2 separate regions of the Mus musculus genome follow, and region 1 is linked to region 2. A link is a contact called in public Micro-C data. All regions are on one chromosome and are shown on one strand. Each heading gives the region's core, a stretch centred on a gene start, on an enhancer-like site or on the middle of the called end of the contact. The rest is flanking DNA. Distances are from core to core; before and after follow the strand shown.

What was found. Hi-C and Micro-C count contacts between places; a contact is called where the count stands out from the background.
Region 1: a contact with region 2 is called in a Micro-C map of granulosa cells, with 4 times the contacts expected there. The contact joins the promoter of Mbd3l2 here to the promoter of Chordc1 in region 2. A contact is called at or near these places in 1 of 39 promoter capture datasets (liver), 1 of 484 Hi-C or Micro-C datasets (granulosa cells) and 1 of 9 other capture datasets (adipose tissue).

The regions. Positions count from the first base shown.
Region 1 is chr9:18,426,828-18,432,752 of GRCm38.p6, reverse strand. Mbd3l2 (methyl-CpG binding domain protein 3-like 2) reads right to left here and starts at 2,138. Exons shown (of 3, transcript NM_144934.3): 1 at 2,011-2,138. It also overlaps the pseudogene Gm5612.
Region 2 is chr9:18,290,222-18,295,622 of GRCm38.p6, reverse strand. It overlaps Chordc1 (cysteine and histidine-rich domain (CHORD)-containing, zinc-binding protein 1), which reads right to left and starts at 3,356. Exons shown (of 11, transcript NM_025844.2): 1 at 3,163-3,356; 2 at 274-323. The coding sequence starts at 3,226. It overlaps Gm51667 (a long non-coding RNA gene), which reads left to right and starts at 2,358. Exons shown (of 4, transcript XR_003948105.1): 1 at 2,358-2,548; 2 at 2,919-3,438. It also overlaps the pseudogene Gm7692.

The DNA of each region.
Region 1 (5,925 bases), core at 889-3,388, 140 kb before region 2:
TTCAGTCTGGACTTTGCCTTCTCTCTGCTCCTGCTTCATTTACACTAATGACAATGCATACTCTAAACCTTCAGCTGAGAAAGGTTAGAAGGGAATCACCTCTTTCTAAGGGCACTGGAATAGGAGTATTGTATTCTTAGTTAAATAGTACTAAATACAAAATCACTGTTTATGATAGTGAAAAGACTTTATTGTAAACACCTCCTTTACTGTAATGTTTTTCTTAGGAAAGCGAAGATGTTGGGGGTGGGGATAATTTGCCTCCTAACAGTCCTTAAACCCTCAGCGCTGCCACAGCTGCCTTGATTGAAGGATTAGCACCCAGAGCAGCCAGCCTGACTACTCAGAGGCTTTGAAGTGTCCTAAGATGCCTGAGTTTTGCAGTAGCACATTGACTGAACTACAAATGACCCTACAGCCTATTTTACTCAGGTGAGAGGGGAGCACTTCCTGGACAGCCGCCAATGGGATGCATGTAACTGCTACAATCACAGTGTTTTGATTTCATAAGGGGCAGTGCCAGGCTTGCTGCAAATTCTGCCCTACCTTCACTTGAACATCCGCTATGTTTGCGGCAAATACCTCTATGGCATCCTCTTCTGGTTCTATAAGATATTCAGCTGAAATTACACCTTACCCGGGAACCTTTCCTGTATTACCCTATGATATTTCATCGTTTTCTCAAACATCTTTTCCTGCCTACTTTTATTTTGTTTTGTATCACTGGCAGCCAGCTCTGCCAGTGTCTGCCCGGTGTGTGCATCACCTTAGCCAGCCCGAGCTCTACCGGGCTGTCTCTTTATCTTGGCTAGCTTTCCCAAGCCAGAGCTCTGAAATCACTCTCTCACCAGCCAACCACCCCAGAGCCAGCTCTGTCAGTGTCTGCCCCAGGCTGGCTCAGCTCCAACAAATAACTAGCTTGTGTTTTTTCTCGAGAAACTGCCTGTTCCTTCGTGCCCATCCTCCAGCTGCCCGTTTCCTCTTCCAGCCCAACTTAATCCCACAAATTGAAGACACTAGACAGTTTTAACACTATAAAACCAGCCAGACCGCCGGGCGGTGGTGGCACACGCCTTTATTCCTAGCACTTGGGAGGCAGAGGCAGGTGGATTTCTGAGTTCGAGGCCAGCCTGATCTACAGAGTGAGTTCCAGGACAGCCAGGGCTATACAGAAAAACCCTGTCTCAAAAACCCAAAACAAACAAACAAACAAACAAACAAAAAAAAAACCCAGCCAGGCCGAGCAGTGGTAGCACACACCTTTAATCCCAGCACTTGGGAGGCAGAGGCAGGCGGAAAAAAAGCCAGATGGTACAACTGCTGGGTGAAGAATATCCTGCCCCAACTTCCGTGGCCTCCGCAGGTTGCAGAGACCATAATCTATAGGTGCCTCCGGAAACCTTTATGTCTGCAACATCCCTCTTTCTCTTCCTGTCCTGCTCTGAAAATCTCTTCTCCATATCTTTGCCCAGTGATTGGCTTTTGTCTATAATTAGCCAATCAACAATTAGGGAAAGAATTAGGGAAAGAATTAAAGCAAATCTTCCTACAGGCTGGTATAACTGGTCTCAGGTATTTAATAACCATACTTGTAGGTTATTCTAACATGCTTATAGAGAATAAAAGAGAATATTTTCCTTTTGCTCTCTAAGATTAGTGAGGCCCCAGGGGATTGTGGACCAACCCTATAAGGATTCTGGAACTGTAAGAAGTCACCTGTTCTCTTGTTCAAGGAGAACATGGAGAGCGCACTCAGTTAATCACTATCCTATCTATGAAAAGGAGGGAAACTCAGAGGAGAGATTCTCTCAGTACTTCTATGGACAGATAGAGCCTGGCTAAACAAGACCTTTAACTTATTCTCTCATAGATAGACAGATGGTAAAGAAAGGTTTGAGGAGTCAGAGATGCCTCCAGAGACCAAATGACTTTGTCTTAGGGTTTCTGTTGCTGTGACAAAGCACCATGGCCAAAAAACAAGTTGGGGAGAAAAGGGTGTATTTGGCTTACACTTTCACATCATAATCCAACAGTGAAGCAAATTAGGACAGGAACTCAAGCAGGGCTAGAAGCTGGAGGCAGGAACTGATGCAGAGGTGATGAAAGGTTGCTGCTTGCTGGCTTGTTTCCCATGGCTTGCTCAGCCTGGATTCTTATAGAATCAAGGAAAACCAGCCCTGGGATGGCACCACCCACAATGGACTGAGCCCTCCCCTGTTAATCACTAATTGAGAAAATACCTTACAGCTGGATCTCATGGAGGCATTTCCTCAAGCATAGGTCCTTCCTTTCTGATAACTTTAACTAGTGTCAAGTTGACAAACACACACAAAAACCAGTCAATACAGATCACCTAAGGACTTGGTCTACAATTGACCCTAACAGGACAAAAACAAAGAATAATTTTGGTTACCTACAAGACTTTAAACATCCAGCAGAAAGATATAACTGAGATTAAAATTTTATACACACACACACACAGAGGGAGAGAGAGAGAGAGAGAGAGAGAGAGAGAGAGAGAGAGAGAGAGAGAGAGAGAGAGAAAGAAAGAACGAACTAGCCTGCCTCCATATTGGATGATTCCCAATCTGTAACTTTAACTATAAATGGTTCCATGCTGTTTGTTTCAGGAATAGCAATCATGCCTTCCTTTCAAACGTTATTTATAACCATCTTATAATCCTACCTTTGTTTCAAAAGGTTATAAGACTACTTATGACTACCTTGTTATGACTACCTTTCATGATCACCTTTTTTTGACCACCTGTTATATTCTGCTATTGTGAATTCACCTATATTTCCCCATTGAGAAACTTCCCTGCTCCTGAGGTATAAAAGCCTTGTTTCCTTCGCATCTGATACTGACTTCTCAAACCCTACCTTAGGGGGAGGCAGCCCGAGCATGTGAATTAAAAAGCTTGCTTTAATTAATTGCTTTTAAAAATTAATTTGGCCATAATGATTTGGGTGAATGATCTTTCTTCTTTCATCTTTGGATTTACAGCACACACACACACACACACACACATACACACACACACACACTCGAGTGTACATAAAATCCCCCAGATATAAGACATGACTTATATAATTACCCCTGTGTCTATCCACAGCTTAGAAAATGGGCTTATCTTCTTTAATAAAGAGGTCACATCTAAAAGTTATTATGAAAGCACAAAGAGTTGAATGGAAACTATTCGTGATGTGAAAAATAGAATTTAATGAAGAAATTGAAGCACTAAAGAAAACCCAATTTGAAATAAAAGTGATAATAAAAGAATTAGGAAGTCAACAAAAAAACCTTAGAGGAAACTCAACATCAGAGTAGAAGACATGGAAAATAGTATCTCAGGTGTTAAAGAACAGATAGAAAAAATGGATACCCTCGTCAGAGAAAATGTTAAAAATAATAAAAGTCTATAGCAAAAATTATGGGGAAATATGGAATACTATGAAAAGACAAAGTAGATAGATATTAATAGTGGAATACATGTACCAGATGTACAACTTGGTCTTCATCCAGATCCCCTAACAACTGGAGCAGAGGATGTCCTTGAACCTGTTGCCTGCCTGTAGATCCAGTTCCCCTGGCTTGGCATCCTTGTTTGGCCTAAGGTGAGGTAGTATAAGTGAGGGGCGTGCTCACTTCTCAGAGGATAAGGGAAGGAGGAATAGGGAAGAGTTGTATGTATGTGGAGGGACTAGGGGGCTGATATTGGGAAATGGTGTGAATAAACATTGAGGGTTAGCAAAGACAGCTGTATGCAGGAAAGGTGGGTGCCTGTGGAGAGCTAGGTGGGAGGTGGCTATGCTGGCTTCAGTCCATGACAGCAGGCAGCTCTGAGATCCTCAGACCACGAGTGAGTGAGTGACCAGGGATGGCCTGGTGTCACACAGCGGGCCACATGCAAGAAGCAGAGGCTAGCTTTAGCTGAAGTGGCATGTCTATCAAGAGCATGTCTCCTGTTGCTGTTGTCCTCACAGCTGACATGTATGTACTGACATGAAATGGGGAAATCCCAACAGCTGTCAGAACCACCCTTACAAAGACAGTTACACACCAACAAAGAGCTGTGAGCCAAGTCCAGAGCATTGGACTTCCAGTCTATCACTTGACAACCACATCCTAAGGCCAGCACTGCACACCTGCTTGCTCTCCCTGAAGCAGGCATGGACCAGACAGAATTCAAACCAGGAGAGAAACACTTAGCTCTCCAGTCGCTTAAGCTGGATCAGCAACCCCTGGACAAGCTGAGACCTGGCCTCAGCAGAGGTGTGTGTGGTAACATCTAGACAGCAGCGAGCGCATGTCCCTGCACTGCTGAGTGAAAGGGTGTGGCTGGGGTCAGGACCAGGACCTGGCTTAGAGCTATATCCTACAACACCAGACCTGTTTAGGGCAAAGCCAAGGCCCTCTGGGGGCCTCTGCTAGGCAACCTGGGCCTTTAGAGGGACTTCTTTCCTGAGTGGAAGCCCTTTTAGAGAAGGCAGCAGGTCCCAGGAAGAGACTGCTCCTGACACTGCTCTTCTGATTTAAGTCCCTACTAGGTAGAAAAATGTCAAAATAACTTGATCTTTTTATTGGCAACTTAGGATGCAAAAAGTACTTTATTTTTAAACTTCTAAAGTTTGAACACAAAATAGCCTAGTTTAGACGAGTTTCCAAGCTGAGTGCACTTGCATGGAGCTCAGTTTCTGGCTGATGAACAGTTCCTAATACCCTATGTGGGTGCCTACGTTCTCATCTGTGGGTGGTGAGCCGTCCAGCGTCCGCTGGTAACATCCCTTTTTGCCTTGGTAAGGGCTTAACAACCATTGGCGTTGTTGTAGTCTTACACAGCCATTGCTGTCCCGAATGTCTCCTGTGAGACATAAACCATGTACAGGAAGCCGTCTTCATCTCTCTCACTCTCGTACACTTCGGAGATGGGCATGGACACACTCACCATGCTGTGCCCATTCACCAGGAGGAAGAAGGCTTGGTTAGCATTGATCTGCAAGCGCTGTCTAATTATCTTGATGAGCTCGCTCATGTTCACGTAATCAGGTACCAGGAACTTGGTCTTGTCCAAGACGGGCAGCTGCTTCTCCCCCTTGTATCGCTCTATAATCACCGGGATCTTGGTGGGGTGCTGCTCCCGGATGAGCCGGGCATCTTCCACTCTTTGTTCAAAGCTCCGGCGCTGCTTGAAGGTCTTCTCGGACGGCATGGCGCACGGGGGTCCCAAGTCAGACGATCTGGCTCCAGCGACGATCACTTCCCTTGTGTGTGTCTCAGCCCGCAGCCGAGTCCACTTTCTAGATCCTTAAGAAAGAGATGATTATAAAGATACAAGAAACATCCCGCTGGGCGTGGTGGCGCACGCCTTTAATCCCAGCACTCGGGAGGCAGAGGCAGGCAGATTTCTGAGTTCGAGGCCAGCCTGGTCTACAAAATGACTTCCAGGATAGCCAGGGCTATAAAGAGAAACCCTGTCTCGAAAAAAAAAAAAAAGAAATATCCCAAACACTAAATAAACAGGACAAGAAATTTCCCACAACACATAATTAAAAACACTATTGATACCAGATCAAGTAGTATATATTAAAAGCTGCAATGGGAAAAAAAAGTAACATACAAAAGCAGACTTATTAGAGAATAACACGTGACTTCTGAAAGGAGACTCTGAAAGTCAGATGTCTGGGTGGATGCTTTATAAACTCTAAGAGACCACAGGTATCAGCACAAACTACTTCCTATACCTATCAAGAATAGCAATGGCAATAAATAAGGAAGAGAAACATTTTAAGATAAAACAAATCTAAGCAGGATTTATCTACAAATCCAGCTCTAATAAAAACAAAACAAAACAGCAACAACAACAACAAAACAACAAAACCTAAAAGGAAAACTTCAGTTTGAAGAGCTAAACATTGGGAAATCTA
Region 2 (5,401 bases), core at 2,107-4,606:
CTGAGACCAATATGACTGCTTTAATTCAAGTTCAAACTTAGGAAGGGAATAAATCATTAGGAAAGTAGGATGGAATATAAATAAAATAACTTTATAACTGGAAAACATCACTGTCAACTGTCTCTGTCTTTAGACAATCTGCTTAAAGTACCCCAAAATGGTCATTAAGAAAGAAAAACTAACAAGCTGTGGAAGAAAAAAAAAAAAGGTTTTATTACATCTTTAAAGTTATTATACAAATACAAAGAAATTGAAAAGGTATCTTGTACCTACCTTTAGGGCATCATGAAAGACAGGAACACCTGGGTGGTATGTGCAAGCATCTGTTCAAACACAGGAAAGGAAAATCACACAACTGCTTACAAACAGAAGTGTCTATATCACCTCTTCCTTCAGGCGTTGGGGCTTCAATCTTTGTCCAAATTCGGGCAAATTCCTTAAAACTTTATTAGTTCCTTGTATTAAAAACATTACGTTAAATCTCTAGGAATATGAAACATGGACAAAACTAATCCAGTACTGTTAAAGGGTAATGTTCAGAAATACTCTGTATCGGGGTCTTACCCTTCCTAATGCTGTGACCCTCATGTTGTGGTGACTACCAACTATAAAAGTATTTTGGTTGCTACTTCATAACTGCAATTTTGGTAGTACTACCACTGCTCTATATTCTTTCATTTTTTTGTAGTAAAATTTGTCTATTAATAAAACTTTATATTCCAGTGATTCTGGCAATATTATTTTTTATTCTCTAAAAATCTCATACATGTATACAATGTATGTCAGTAAGAGCCAGCAGTCTTACCTGCTATGCTACCTACACCCACCACCCACCTCATTCGTCCTGAACTTTACCTCCACTAGAACCAGTTAGTGCTGCCTGAATGCATATTCAGCTGGCGAGCCACGCCCCTGAAGCAAAGCAACCCCTTCCCCTGCAGCAGCCGACTGCCAGCAGACCCTCCGCTTAGCCCAAGGGACCAAGGCCCTCCCCACTCTGTGCCAGTTTGTAACTAGCTGACAGCAGGCTCAGCACTCCTCCCCATCTTCTGTTTGGCCCTATCTTTTCATGAAAATAGCAAACTGAAGTATACTTATAAACCTATCCACACAAGTTTCCCAAGAAATTCTCTAATAAAGAGTTTGGGAAAAACAAAACAAAACAAACAAACAAAAAAAAAAAACTCACCACCACCACCACCACCAAAAAAACCACCTCAACATTTTAGTAACTGCCGTAATATCTAATTACTAAATTAGCATTTTAACCAATTCCTAGATACAAATCATAGATTTCTACAGTCTTCTTCATTAGTGCTATTATTTTATATTTCCTGTCTCTCTCCTCATTACAGAATAAAAGTTTTAATTTATTTTGTTCTTATACAAAATACATTTATTACCACCAGCATGTGGAGTGTTTTGTTTAAAACAACCAGATAACAGACACACTTATTTCCTGACAACAGTGGCATGAGGGTAGAGAAAGGAGGTTTCATTCTTCTGTAAATGTCTTAACTCACTCAACCTTCCAAATTTAATTCCCTACTATTCAATTCCTAGTGTTGCCGTGAGATCTGTCTACCCTCTGCTACTAAGTTAATATTACAGTCTTAGTAACTGCTATGTATACAAAATAGTAGTTAATGCAATGGAACAAAAAGAGGCTATTAATTACGTACAATGAGTTAGAATATAGAAGTTCAGAATGGAAACCTGTATGCACAAAGATATGCAGTAGAGAGGGAACCATTTAAAATTGAATTTAAAGTACAATAAGCATGGAACATATACCATATCACTAAGAGCAGGAGGACTGGATATAGACTGGCAGCTTCTTACAAGTGAAACATCTATCACTGTACTCCTTGAAAACCAGAAATATTGGTATATTCTGCACTAATCTTTTAATTTGTAATTTTAATGTGTAAAGTCAAATGATTCCCATTCTAAAAAGCTTTCTCCTAAATCCAGTGTTATCAACTGCCACTCATTCAACCAATTTACTTGGCATTCATCCCTACTTTCTAAAACACTTCCCCATTTGGTCGGCTGACTGGTGTTCCCTTGATGTATGTGCCCCAAATTGATGACTGTCTATTTTTTCGTGGCTTTCCTAGCCTATGGTTCCATTTCACACACACAAAGACAGATAAACTTCCAACAACAAGCTGGTATCTCTCCTGAACTTTGGTCAGGAATTTAGTACCCTAAAAATATTGCCTCAGGCTACAATGCATCAATGTATTCAGTACTGAAGTAGAATATGTACATATCATGACAGTTAAACGTGTGTTCATACACTGGCTTCGCTGCATCTTTCCCTTTAAATCCTGTCCCAGTCTCATTTTGAAAGAAGCTACCAGTTTACTTGTGTACCAAGATCATTATCTAAGGAACTGGTCTTAACCTCTTTTACAAAGCTGAACTGTGTTATTAACACGTGGTGTTCCAGTCTGTGATGAAATACTTCAGTGTGGTTCAGTTATATAATGAGTATATATGAATGGATATAAAGACCATACTATACATACTAGATGAATCGGAGGTAAGTGTTGTTTATTCCTGCAATAGCCCAGTTATCTGCATAAATACTCCACTCAATAATGAGATTCATTCACACCTCTGGTTTCACCCAGCATAGGTGCTTGCTTTCATTGTGCATTCCAAATTTGACCACACTGGCTTTTGGAACAGCACTTGGGGATCATTTTATGCTGGAATAGCGTAGTTTAAAACTGCAGGCCCCAGTAAAAGTATGCCGAAAACGTTATTGTGGAACGGATGTGTAACAGTCATTTCCGGAGCCCAGCACGGTTTTTTAAAAAGCAAGTAATTTGACAAGTGACAACACGCTTTCCACTAGTACTCAAACGCAACAAGAAGTCTAATAGTGTGCACCTCTTTATACCTCTTAGGCCCAGGAATCACGGCGGTGACAGTGTAAACCGGGTCTGGATAGCCTAGAATTGAGCAAGTGCAGGGGATGCCCACTGAGGAATGAGGGGCGCCGGGGACACCGAAGCGCCCGGCCCTGCGCTCCCAGAGAGGGTGAGAGAGCTGGGAGGCTCCGGGGGACCGCAAGAGGTGAAGCCAGGTGAAGGAGGCCAAGGGTCCGGAGAGGGAGGCCTGGAGAAAGCTGCCGGCCACGGTCCTCCTTACCGTCCGAGTTGGCCTCTGGGTCGAAACGCTGGCCACAGCCGCGGTTGTAACACAAGAGCGCCATTCCGTCTTCTCGGCGAAATCCACACCACCCGGGACTAGAAGTGAATCACCGCAGCAATCACCAGCACTACTGTTCAGGCCGCAGCTAGCTTCCGGAAGCCGCCGGTACTGCTTCAGGAATTTTCCCGAACGTTCCGGTTGCACAGGCGCAGAAGAGACCGGAAGACGGGCCAGCGTCGGGCGGTGGACAGATTTCCTACCGGACTGCCACAGGTGAGCACAGTCGGGTGGATCCGGACAGTTATAGATGAGACACCAGGGGAGGAAGCGGAAGACTCGGCGAGCGGCGATCTCTTTGTGTTCCACCCCGCATTCTCCCGGCGTGCTTTGTGTTGCGCGGCACGCCGAGTTCACTGCGCAGCCGCGGTCGCTTGCCAGAGGGTAATTGAGGGGTGAGGTCCGCCCCTTTTCCCGGTCCCTCGGTCCAGGTTTATGCAGCGTCAGAACCTATGCTCTTATGCTCCTCTAGAACTGCGTCAGTTACCAAAAATTGAGGTTAAGTCGTCTTACAAAGACAGGACTTTAGAATGAGCAAAATTATGTTTTGAGTGCAGTCCTAGAGTCAATCACAATTCTAAATTGAAATTTCACGTTAGTCATCACGTAACCTACATTCAATCTTTCAGTAGGTCTTGTGACATTTTTAGTGTGCAAAACACATTATTACATTAATAGGCAACTTGCAAACAGTATGGTCCTCAGCACATGCTTTCTATATGATGCTTTTGAAATAGCAGACTGTTTTGATGACGGAAAGTAGTTGTAATTTACCAATAATCCCAAGTTTATTAATGAAGATCTATTCACAACCTTCCTAATCCCAATAATAAAAGTATTCTCATTTTCTGTATCTCTTTTTATGCCTAGAAATATCAAACTTATGTGTTACAACAAAAAATATAATGTATTTATTTAAGCTAATAGAATTTTCATTTTATGCCATTGTTAAGTCATTTATAGTCATTGTTATGAATGTGAAAAAATATAACGTAAAAGCAAAATTCTAGGCCTTTAGGCCCAGGCTTGAGAATGTGACCTCTATGACTCAATGCTCCAAGGGATGCTAATCATAAAACAGCAATATTCCTCCACCCACCAGCTTCCTGGGTTCAAGGAGTGTTCATTCAAAGAAAGTCACCCTGACCCACCCTGACCATTGCTGGAACCCGCTATGCAAATGTGCTATTGTTAGGGGCTCTTAGAAACTGTCTTGAGAAATAATCCCCACAATTACCAGGTATTCCTTGTGACTCTTGTGACTGCACTTCTTTGTGACTCTTAACTGGTATTTTTGGTATTTTCCAACAATGCCCTCCCCACCTCCTTGAGTTGTGGTTTCTTCCTTTAAATACCCCTTTACCCAGCTACTCAGGGCGCCATGGTCTTCTACCCCTGCATGGTGTATGACTGTGAGCACTCTTGAATTAAAAGTCCTCTTGCAGTTTGCAGCGAGACAGTTTCTGGTGAGTGATTTGGGGTGTCGCCTCTCCTGAGTCAGAACATGGGGGAGTCCTCATGTTGTGGGTCTTTCAAAAGATGGAATATGTTGAATTATGTCATTTTCCACTCTCTCCTATATAATCTCACCAATTTAATTGTGCCCAAGTCAGTAGTCAATTTACTGCAGATTGCTCCCCTCTCCACTTTGAAAGTAGCTAATACTGTGTGAAGGGCATAAGCCTTTTAAATACTTCTAAATTTTAAAAAGACTATATATTGCCAATTGATTTCTAAAAGGTGGTATCAGTTTTCACTTTAGCTATGGATAGCTACTATAATCGACCATAGAAATTAATCATAAATAATAAGAAATGGATGAAGCACTCTAAAAACTTTTTATGGCCAGTTCCAACATTGCATATCAGTGTCACAACATCATTAATGGGATTATTAGATGAGTTGTTTAGGTAAGCTTACCATTTAGCATCCATAGTTTTTTACTGATAAAAATTTACATTCAGTAAATAATTTCTTATAGTGTGTAAATTGAAAATACAAGAATATGATATCAAAATGAGCAATTCTACCACTGAGAAATAACTGTAGAATTGCTAAAATAACTGATAAATTAATTTTCATTATTCAAACAAAGTATTTATACTTATAGATGTTAAAACAAAACAAAACATCAAAGGGGAACCAGGATGGCTCAGTGAGTAAACATGCTTACTGCCAA